Regions from separate parts of the Danio rerio genome. Here all the other regions are linked to region 2. Evidence: chromatin contacts called from public HiCAR-type and Micro-C data. All regions are on one chromosome and are shown on one strand. The core of a region is the stretch at or near the end of the contact, and the rest is flanking DNA. Distances in the headings are between cores, read along the strand shown.

What was found. Hi-C and Micro-C count contacts between places; a contact is called where the count stands out from the background. HiCAR-type assays count read pairs that join an accessible place to other places.
Region 1: a contact with region 2 is called in a Micro-C map of caudal fin, with 5 times the contacts expected there. The contact joins the enhancer-like site here to the promoter of enosf1 in region 2. A contact is called at or near these places in 2 of 18 Hi-C or Micro-C datasets (caudal fin and hematopoietic stem cells) and 1 of 4 datasets of contacts at active chromatin or transcription factors (caudal fin).
Region 3: a HiCAR-type map of caudal fin shows a contact between it and region 2, with 5 times the contacts expected there. The contact joins the promoter of myo9aa here to the promoter of enosf1 in region 2. A contact is called at or near these places in 2 of 18 Hi-C or Micro-C datasets (hematopoietic stem cells and an unstated tissue) and 1 of 4 datasets of contacts at active chromatin or transcription factors (caudal fin).

Annotation. Positions count from the first base shown.
Region 1 is chr7:57,805,059-57,808,661 of GRCz12tu, forward strand. All of the region lies in intron 23 of adamts7 (a disintegrin-like and metallopeptidase (reprolysin type) with thrombospondin type 1 motif, 7), which reads right to left. Among named protein-coding and RNA genes, the nearest start is that of senp8, 18 kb to the right of the region's middle. Within about 2 kb of position 1,418, at least 2 of the 62 cell types and tissues checked have an H3K27ac peak or open chromatin away from gene starts, as enhancers often do. A contact at or near this core is called in caudal fin, where this site is marked.
Region 2 is chr7:58,098,176-58,102,328 of GRCz12tu, forward strand. It overlaps enosf1 (enolase superfamily member 1), which reads left to right and starts at 2,124. Exons shown (of 15, transcript NM_001076742.2): 1 at 2,124-2,282; 2 at 2,398-2,503. The coding sequence starts at 2,199. The region is part of intron 23 of adamts7 (a disintegrin-like and metallopeptidase (reprolysin type) with thrombospondin type 1 motif, 7); the gene reads right to left.
Region 3 is chr7:57,823,908-57,827,520 of GRCz12tu, forward strand. myo9aa (myosin IXAa) reads left to right here and starts at 1,597. Exons shown (of 43, transcript NM_001423815.1): 1 at 1,597-1,927. All of the region lies in intron 23 of adamts7 (a disintegrin-like and metallopeptidase (reprolysin type) with thrombospondin type 1 motif, 7), which reads right to left. It overlaps senp8 (SUMO peptidase family member, NEDD8 specific), which reads right to left and starts at 1,417. Exons shown (of 2, transcript NM_001077165.1): 1 at 1,324-1,417.

The DNA.
Region 1 (3,603 bases), core at 168-2,667, 290 kb before region 2:
TGTGTTCAAAGTCAAACTGGTTTAAAACAAGTTGAAGGTGGGTAAATAATGGCATGCAGAATTTTCTTTTTTGGTGGTTAAGTGACTGTTAAACCTTCACATTGTGAACAGCCTTACCTTAAGGATTCATTCATTCATTTTCTTTTCGGCTTGGTCCCTTTATTAATCTGGGGTCGCCACAGCCAACTTATCCAGCATATGTTTCACACAGCGGATGCCCTTCCAGTTGCAACCCATCTCTGGGAAACATCCATACACACTCATTCACACACATGCACTACAGACAGTTTAGCCCACCCAATTCAACTGTACCACATGTCTTTGGGCTGTGGTGGAAACCTGAGCACCCAAAGGAAGCCCACACGAATGCAAAGAGATCATGCGAACTCCACACAGAAACACCAACTGACCCAGCCCAGGCTCGAACCAGTGACCTTCTTGCTGTGAGGCGACAGCACCTACTGCACCACTGCATCACCCATTTACCCTAACCAGTTTTTCTGCAATCTACAGTTCCTCGATAAATGACAGTATTGCTTTATAAATTGCTTGACTTGTCATGTTAAGCAATTTATACAGAAATTATGTCATTTATCAAATTATATATATATATATATATATATATATATATATATATATATATATATATATATATATATATATATATATATATATATATCACAGTATATCTGATAACATTTTTTTTTCTTCTGGAGTCTTATTTGTTTAATTTCAGCTAGAATAAAAGCAGCTATGAATGTTTTAAACACTATTTTAAGGACAAAATTATTAGCCCCTTAAAGCTAATTTTTTTTGATAGTCTGCAGAACAAACAATCATTATACAATAACTTGCCTAATTACCCTAACCTCCCTAGTTAACCTAATTAACCTAGTTAAGCCTTTAAATGTCACTTTGAGCTGTATAGAAGTGCTTTGAAAAATAACTAGTAAAATGTTATTTACTGTCATCATGGCAAAGATAAAAGAATTCATTTATTAGAAATGAGTTATTAAAAGTATCATGTTTAGAAATGTGTTGAAAAAAATCTTCTCTCCGCTAAACAGAAATTGGAAAAAATAAACAGGGGGCTAATAATTCTGACTTCAACTGTATAGATAAATATAAACAGCAGGACCTGAAGGCAATAATGCTGTCATAGTTTGAAGTAATATTAATGCTATATCTATTATTATTGCCTTTGAACCAATGGCTTTCACTGTTTTATTACAATAGGTTTTATGGTTTACGCTGTGTCTATTAAAAGGATAGTTTACCCAAAAATGAAAGTTCATATAAGATGTAATCATATACTCCACTAAGTCTAAAGCGGTCTTGAGTTTCATTCTTGTTAAACAAAAAATAAGATGTGTTAGTGATAATGATTTCAGAGCAGGTTCTTGTTTTGCCTTTAGATGGTGCCAAGGAGCTGTCTTTGTGGTCACTCCCAAAGGCTTCTTATGTTGACAGGGAACAAACCCTTTTTTTTTTACCTTTAACAAGATGCAAGTAAAAACATGCAAGAAATATATGAGATGTTTATACCATGAGAAGTATTGCTTTTTACCATGGATCAATTCAAACTATTTCTTTTTTTTTTTGTAGAAAAAGAGCAAGACCTTTCTGAGGAATGAATGAGATTGGTTTCTCTTTCCCTCTCTCTCTTATAAATAATACTCTATTCATTTATTTATTTAATCACTTTCTTGTTGGCTTAGTCCCTTTATTAATCACGGGTCGCATCAGATGCCCTTCCAGCTGCAACCCATCTCTGGGAAATAATACTCTATTCTACTCAACACAATAAACCATTAAGTTCAGCAAAGAAACTCAACATTGCTTCATTACAAGTTCTAAAAACTATTGGTCGATATATCAGCACATCTCCAGTAACAAACCTTTAGAAAACTGGACTTTTGGCTCAAAACTACGAAGGTTCAGTGACCTAAATATAGTGACATTAAAAATATTAAATGGTCAGATTCTCGTTTACTGACTTGACAGAGTGATATAAAAATGAATTCCTAAGAAGTACATGGTAGACATCATTTCTGTCATTATTTTTCATGTTTTCATTTGCTTCCAAAGAAACACAGTCTATATACATTCTTTCACATCCTGTAATGCTGTAATAACTACCAGCCCTAGGCATGTTTTCAAGCTTGCTAAACTTGACCCACAGTAAAAGTCCAGCTTAGCTTATGTGTTTTAGTGAGGGCTTTCATGTGGAAAAAGACCCTGTAATAACCTTTATATGTCCCATCGTCTTGTTCATAAATACATAACTTTCTTCCCTCCCTTGGAATTTGCCTAAAAGGAAGTTGGCTACTTATAGAAACCTGTCTAGTGGCTTTGTCATGCAATGAAAATAAAGCATTCCCTTAACTCTTTACTGTACACCCCAAGTGCTTAAACCTCTTATCCTCCAAAGCCGAATCTCCATCTTTCAGTGATCGTCATCTTCATGCAATGATCAGTCCCCTGATCCCCGTGCTGCGCTAGTGTCTGAAGGCAAAGGGAAAGACTTGATTGTTTTATGTTCAATCTATTAAATTTGTAAAAACATTAAAGTTAACCTAATCGATTTGTGTTGGGACAATATGATGGAATTGTCAAAACCCAGCATTTTTAGACTGGATGCACAGAAAGGAAAATTCCGGGCGGAAATGGAATATTCTAGATGCACTTGGTCAAAATCCCAAACAGAATATGGTTTGTAATAGTTATTTATTATTGTATTACACAATAGCAATTTTCTCGGCAAATTCCAATTTCTTTTAGTGTGAACTGCCATTGCAGATTTCAGTTTTCTAAATGATAATTATTATTCTATATCATTATAGGCTGTCTGGAATACTCGCTTCTGATTGATTCAATCGTGACATCCCAAGGCATGTTATTCCAAGTTAACAACTGCTAAATAATGCAGGCCAGACCCGGATTGGCTAATCGGGAGGACCGGGAGAATTCCCTGTGGGCCGGTCCGTTTTTTGGCCGCGAGGGCCGGTGTCCCTAGCTGCTTGCACTCTCAGCAGTCACACTCTTTTCATTTATTCATGTATTTGACCAAAGCCTCACTCTTTTTATTCATTATTTTGCCACAGATCCGCTCTTTTTATTTATTTTCTCGCAGACCCGTGAGCAAAATGCAGCCCGCAGGGTAATAATGACCTAATAGTAAATCATCATTCTACCCCAAACAGCGGCACCTTAGTTAATATACGAATTCAAATAATTAATATTAATGAATAATACACCTGCTCAATGAAAATCAGATGATTCACTACTTAATAAGTCTGATATAATTTTATCAGAAATCTTAAAGGGGAGAAAAAGATCGAGGTGGGTCACAGTGCAATATATATTTTTCTTAACAACACAACAGTGCCATTGTGGTCCAGTGGTCAGCGCGTTGTGTTTCTATGCTGCTGACCCGTGTTCGAATCTCACCTGAATATATTTTATTATATAATTTAAATTTTTATTGTTAAGACATATAATACTGTTAGGGTTGTTGAACATTTGAAGTTCTAAAGCAGCTGTTTTCTTGAAAAAGACGCGGTAGTGTCATTAGAAACTGAATTGGAAATGACCTTATTTTAA
Region 2 (4,153 bases), core at 874-3,373:
TGCCTGTATTTTAATTTCTAATGCTGAATTAAATACATTGTTCATTGTTGGTTTATGTTAGTAAATACACTTAAAAACATTGTCTAACAAAGATTAACTAATGAGACCTTATTGCAAAATGTTACAGTGCACCGTAATAATGGGGTCTGCATTACAATATAAAGTTGATATTACAGTACATACATTTATTACTATACAAATAAGATTAATGTAGGTGTCTTAATAATGTTTAAACTTAAACTGTAACTATAGAGCTTTTTGTATCCAGCATATTGTAATGATGTCAGCAAAATTATCAGAAATTTAAAATTAGCAAGCATTAGCCATTCTGTTTGATAGTTATTTAAAATGTAAAAGTAAATAAAAGTAAAAGTGAAGTTTACCAAACTGTGCTACTATCAAATAAAGCCCAACTGACTCTGAAATACAGTTTAAGTCAAAATCATTAGCCACCCCTTTGATTTATTTATTTTTTTATATTTTCCAAATTATCTTTAACAGAGCAAGGACATTTTCACAGTTGTCTGATAATATTTTTTCTTCTGGAGAAAGTCTTATATATATATATATATATATATATATATATATATATATATATATATATATATATATATATATATATTTTTTTTTTTTTTTTTCCGGCTTGAATGAAAGCAGTTCTTAATTTTTTAAAACCCATTTTAAGGACAAAATTATTAGCCCCTTTAAACTATATTTTTTTTCGATGGTCTACAGACCAAATCATTGTTATACAATAACTTGCCTAATTACCCTACCCTGCCTTTTATGTCACTTTAAGCTCTATAGAAATGTCTTGAAAAATATCTAATCAAATATTACTTACTGTCATCATGGCAAAGATAAAATAATTCAGTTATTAGAGATGAGTTATTAAAACTATTGTGTAGAAATATGTTGGGGAAAATCTTCTCTCCGTTAAACAGAAATTGGGGGAAAAAATAAATAAAGGGGCTAATAATTCTGACTTCAGCTGTGTATATAAGTACATAATAAAAATAAATGATAAAGTATTCACAAGTGTGCCCAATACTCATCAGTTATCAAAAATGTTACATACAGTGCACAAGTTAAGAGCTTTTCTGTTTTGACTATTTAGAATTATATAGATATTTTCATTTTTTACAATGCTGTAATAAAAAAATATATTTTTTAAATGAAAGTGTGCAGTTATGAATATTGAACTAATAAAATGATCATATTAATCATATAGTCTAAGCTTTATTTTTGACAAGTCAATAAAAAAAAAAAAAACTTTTGTAGTGCAAATCAAAATTGTGAAGTATATTTTTCCTTGAAGATATTTTAACCAAAGCAACAATTAACATCAATATCTCGTTAAAACGTGGAGAGAATTTTTACAGGATATATGAAATAGAAATGCATCTGACAAACTAAAACTATATCCTTGTCAGATCAGCTTAAAAACACTTAAATAAATAATCCTTTTATTTTTGCACAAAATCAAAGTTATTTCAGATAGTTTGTTTTTAAATGATCTTGTTTTATTTATTTTTTTTATTTAACAGAAACATGTAAACAACATCAAAAATGATAATATAATAATTGTTATGACAAATATTAACTTATTAAATTATTAAATATTATCAAATACAAATGTATTAATTTTATTAGTTTGTAAAACATAAATAAATAATTTAATATGAGCAAAGCATAGCACACCATGTTTACACATTTTCATTTTAAAGATTCTCAGGGAAACATTTGTTATATTTTATAAATATCTTTCATTTTTTTGCTTATCAACCGTTTCACAGAAGAACTCAAGAGATCAAAATCAATACTAATCGCTGTTAATATAAGCGATGACTTAGCAACTTTTTGTTTATGTATGTGACCTTTTGCCAATACAATACAAAGATTAACAATACATTCAATATCTTTTTTGGATTTGTTTTGTAATAAAAATATGACTTATTGTAAAACAATGTAACTTCGACCTATCAAGAACATATTTTGCTAAATCCAACTAGAAATGTTTTTAATGGTCATATGATCATGTTGTTGTCACTTTTAACGTCATCCTAAAAACGCCAATCACGTTTCTACAGCTCGCATACATTGTCAATAAGCCAATCATAGCTGTCTTTGGGCGGAGCGTGTGAGTTGTATAGTAGTATTGGATTACAGTCGAGTGTACAGTAGGTGAAGTTTACAAAATGCTGGCGATCAAAATCATAAATGTGTCCGTGCGTGATGTGAGATTCCCGACGTCACTGGAACAACATGGATCCGATGCAATGGTGGGTCACCTTCTTAATTCACTTCTCCATGCTGTTGAACTGTCATCTCAGAGTTGCTCGATGCACCATCAATAAAGAATCCACAACATGTAAATTGAGTATGATTGATTTGCAGCACACAGATCCAGATTATTCTGTGGCGTATGTTGTTCTGGAGACGGACAAAGCTGAACTCAAGGGTTACGGCTTGACTTTTACTGTGGGAAGAGGGACGGAAATCGGTGAGTTATCTTCACTTATCCAACAAGTATACAAATATGTCACATGATAACCGTCCAATGTCATATGATTACATTAACAACTCAAGTATGGCACCTTGTGGCGAAAATTGGTGGTGATGGAATAAAATGTTATGTATACTTGGTTGAAATTATTATTAAAATTATTAGCTCTGCTGTAAAATTGTTAATATTATGTTAACATATTATGTTACATAAAATTGACTATTAGTGTTGTTAATCCAACATCTTACAAAGATTTGTAGTCTACAGTTCATTTATTTGTAGGCCTACTGTGTATATAATATTTGCATATGTTGCATATGCAATATTTGTTATGCATATATTACAAACATGCCTTTATGTTTAAAACATGAATTTACACTAGAAAAAAAAACCTATGCATTTTACGATGAAGGTGTGTGTGGTCTTCACTGACTCGATAGGTGCTGTGTATAGTGTCAAACAGCATTGTGTGTGTGTGTGTGTGTGTGTGTGTGTGTGTGTGTGTGTGTGTCTGTGTGTGTGTGCGTGTTTGTGCGTGTATATGTGTGTTTCAAATACTTATTTATCAAATATTTAATCATTACCTACTGTCAGGGTCAGACAGATATCTCTCATATAATACAAAGTCTCTCATGATGCATTTTCTGAAATGCAGATTATATTACTTCACAAACTGTATTGTAATTAAATCAAATTAACATTTTCATATTAGTCAAAATTATTACTGAAATTATTTTAACAGCTAAAGAAATATAAATGAGCACACATGTAAATAAATAGACCTAATCATGGGCAAAAAATCTGTGGAAATCTGCAGATTTCTGCATGCACAGATTCCGTGTAGGCCTACTTGTTGTATGTAGTTTCAAATGAAATTATTACTCCGGTCATTATTGCTTTTATTACTATTACATTAAAAATAATAATAATTATTATTATTAATATTAGAGTGATGTTTAAAAGATCATGTGATTGAAGCTTGAAGCAATGAAGCTGAATTTTTTTTTTAATCACTGGAATAAATGATTAAATTAAATGATAAACTACTTTTTATTATTTTATAGTGCAAAACATTTTACAACGTGTACTGTATTTTGATCAAATAAATGCAGCCTTGGTGAGCAGGAGAAGATTATTTTAAAACATCTAAAAATCCTACTCACCCCAGACTTTTGACCAATAGTGTACTTGTCATATATATGTCAAGTTGAGCTTTATTGTAATACCACTACATGTGTGAACATACTGAGGAGCGAAATGTCATGTTTCGAAGGACGACGGTGATCCATAATAATAAATATAAGCACAACACTGGACATACAGACAAAAAGAAAAACATATGCATAACTAACATCTACTAAAAGGTACTTATCTATACTCATCTAATAATGCAAATATATTGTTTTTGTGTGTATGAGTGTGTGTATTTATACAATGAAAACTCACAAAACACGTTTATATATTATGTAAATACATCGCTCTCTTACCCATGTCGTTGGGATTATTCACTAGTTTCAAATTATCCATTATCCACTAACTGCTACTGTTACATTGTGATGATGTGCCACTTGGTTGCAGTGCACTTGGGTCCATTAAAACATATAAAATAAAATAAAAACTGTCAGACTGTTGACTGTAAGAGGTAGA
Region 3 (3,613 bases), core at 347-2,846, 270 kb before region 2:
TTTTAACAGCAGTAAAATTGTTTAAATTACATAACAAATTTTATTTCATATTTAATTCAAGCACTTTTAATGACCTATGTTTGTTTTTAGGTACTTGTCAGGCCTTGAATAAATACGTGTAAAATTCATTTACTTTCAAAAAGTGTGGGACCCCTTTGGTTTGTATTTTCCTAAACAGCACCATTTTCAGTGTAGTTATTTATTTATATGCTTACATAACTACCTATTTGCCGTTATGGCTGTACTATTAATTCTACTGATTACACAATAAATATGTTATTTATAGTAAAATTTAAATAATTGAATACTTGTCATGGTGTATGCAGCTGATGTCAAAATGATTTACCCCATTATTAACCCCCATTTGATATATATATATATTTTTTTATTATTATTTGTATTTTTGAATATTTACCCAAATGATGTTAACAGAGCAAGTAATTTTTCACTGTATGTCTGATAATGTTTTTTTATTTGTTTTATTTCGGCTAGAATAAAAGCAGTTTTTATTTTTTTTTAAACCATTTTAAGGACAAAATTATTAGCCCCTTTCAGCTATTTTTTTGATACAGTCTACAGAACAAACCATCATTATAGAAATAACTCGCCTGATTACTCTAACCTGCCTAGGTAACCCAAATTAACCAAGTTAACCCTTAAAATTTCCCATTAATCTGTATAGAAGTGTCTTGAAAAATATCTAATCAAATATTATGTGCTGTTATCATGGCAAAGATAAAATAAATCAGTAATAAGAAATGAGTTATTAAAACTATTATGTTCAGAAAGGTGTTATTTTTTTCTCTTCGTTAAACATAAGATGGGGAAAAAATAAACAGGGGGGCTAATAATTCTGGCTTCAACTGCACTTAAAATGTGTAAAAGCATCTGCAATTAAATGTGCCAAAGTTATTTGCATAAACTGTGGAGACAATTTAGAGATTTTATTGATTTAAATGCATACTCTAGTGGCTAATACTATGTTATAAAATCTATTCATCAATGTGTTGACATATCAGTTCATCTGCCCATTCTACTAACAGTAATTTATCACCAGCTCATATCACTTTAGTTTTGTAATTATTTCAAGAACAACACTTACACCCTGACCTGTACTTTTTAGTAACATAAGTAGACCCCTTCAAAATAGCCTATTAACGTTACAGTATTTACACTATTATTTTAACCGTTCTCGAGCATTAAAGTTGTCTTCCATGCACTACACTGGTGCAGGCCAAACTAACACAACGACTCCAAAGCAAATAATTTTTCGTTCTCTACCTTCTTTATCTGTTAATCTAGTCTGTAAACATCGTTTCTTACCTCGCAAAAGAAACAGCACCAAAATAAAACTATCATACCGTCCACCTTTCTCTACCACTGGCGCGATGAGGGCAGCTGCCGTAAACATTTAAATGTTGTGACAGAAAATGTCGTGCTTTTACACCCTTTGCGACAGTCTTTAAGGGGCGGATCAGACGTACACGCCTCTTTCTCAAGCTCGTCGTTGATTGGCTTGTTGTCGTGACGCGTCTAGTTACGTATTTGTTCTGTGAAAGGCAGCCACCGCCCATCGCCGCAGCTGACCCCGCCCATCCGCCGAGTCCAAGAGCCGCAGCGAGTACGCGCAGCGCGCGCTTGAACGCTGATGAGAAGCAGCACTGATTAAGCAGAAAAAACAGAAAGGAGTTTCAGCGAGCGACTCCCACGAGAAAAGAAACGGCGCACTGTTAGGAATTTTCAATGGGGAAAAAGCCTGTAGTTTTCTTTTAATCAAAATGGCACAACGGCACGCATGTTTGGACACGGGAAAGTTGCAAAGGACAATCTGAGAGAGACCTTTCTGGGATATTAGAGCTGCGCTGGATTTGATCTGTCCTTAAAGGAGAAGCGCAGCACACTGGATTTTTACACTGAGCTCATAGAGGTGAGGTTTATTCTGTGTTGTTTTTGCACTTATGCTGTCGGCGAACTTATCGTTCCCATTAACCCGACCCGCTGTTGAATCGAAGTTCCCCAGCAGCAGTGGGAGCGAGCGAGACATCAGAGTTTCATCCCTTGCTTTATGTCTGCTTGTCGGGACGTTTGCGCGCTAACTCGTGGCATACGTGCATCACCAAATTGTGATATTTCTCTTGCTTCAGTGTCAGTAGACACCAGGGTAACCGGCGAAGGGTGATATGAGTGTACTTATGTTAGAATAACTTTGAGCTGACATTATAGAGCCGCTGAGTAAACCCCTTTTGAAGTGTGACAGATGTCCTGGGTGGAGACAACGAGGATGATGATGATGATGATGGTGCATGTATTATTGAAGACTTACTTCACCCCAGCACTGCAGTAATCACGGGGCAAATCTGCACAGTCATCCGGACCCTGTCACAATGTTTCATTTCCCTTTCATTCACTGGTCTATTTTTGGACAATCAGTGGTCCTAGTAGTATTTGTGGACTTAAGGGTGTATCGATGCCATTGCATTTATTTGGTGGACTAGTATACAAAGTTGCTACTGTTAACAAATGATACTGCTGCTTTTTTGTTTTATAAATTTGTCTTAGTCAGTTTGTTTGACCTTTATTCATCTGATGTTGCAGTGATTTGAATAGTGGATGTGTGAAGTTCACTTTTAGGTGTTCTCAGAGTAGCCAGAAATGTTCATCACGTTAGCAACATTTGACATTGAGGTTAAGTTGGTTTTATATGTGCACATTCGTTCAGTGACAACTTTTGACATGCTCCCTGTATTGTTTACCATGGTTCTTTATAAACCATTTTGAGGGATGTAAACAAAAACAATGGTCCCAAAGAATTTCCTGTTTTACATCTTTAGTTTCTATAGCTTACGACAATCCAAAAAAGAGCCACATCTTGATAAATAATTTTATGATAGCCGTTTTGACATTAAGTTATGTTTAAATTGCCCATTGTTACAGTTAAGGGCCAATGACATGACCAGATTGAAATGGTCTATATTTGGTACATATATTTGGTCTGAAGTCACATGCAAGTATGACTTCAAAACAACATTAGCACTATTCATTTGACTGTGAACAATGTTGTCCTTTGATAGTCATTGGCTGCTACTATGATATGACTATATAGAATTAGCACTTTTCTGAAATTATATTATTAAGGAGAATGTCCAAACGTGTGAATATAAACCAACTGCACCTCAATGCATTTGACAGTCACAGAGGGATTTTTGTCTTTACTACATATAATATAGCTGACGTTGATCATTTGAATTGGAAACAAATACTTTTGTTTCACCTGGGGAGTGCTTGTGCTTTTAAATCAACAGCAGCAGCAGCAACAACACGACATGGTTTGTTTTCAAAAGAAGTCCAAATATTTTACATGTGTGCAAATACGTTTTAGGATTACATATTCGTGTTGTTATGGTGTTTTGGAGCGACAGAGGAAAGTTTACTGTTTGTTTGTGAGAGTGTTGTTTTCCCAGCAGAGCAGCACAGGTGATCTGAGGAATGTGAAGGGTCTGGCTCAGCTGTTAAGGCGGTCTGAGAGATTGTGCCAAGACATGACTTTACTCCGACAACTGGCTTTGTATATAACATACGAAATGTGCTAAAAGCCTCCCAGTGTGCTCAGTCA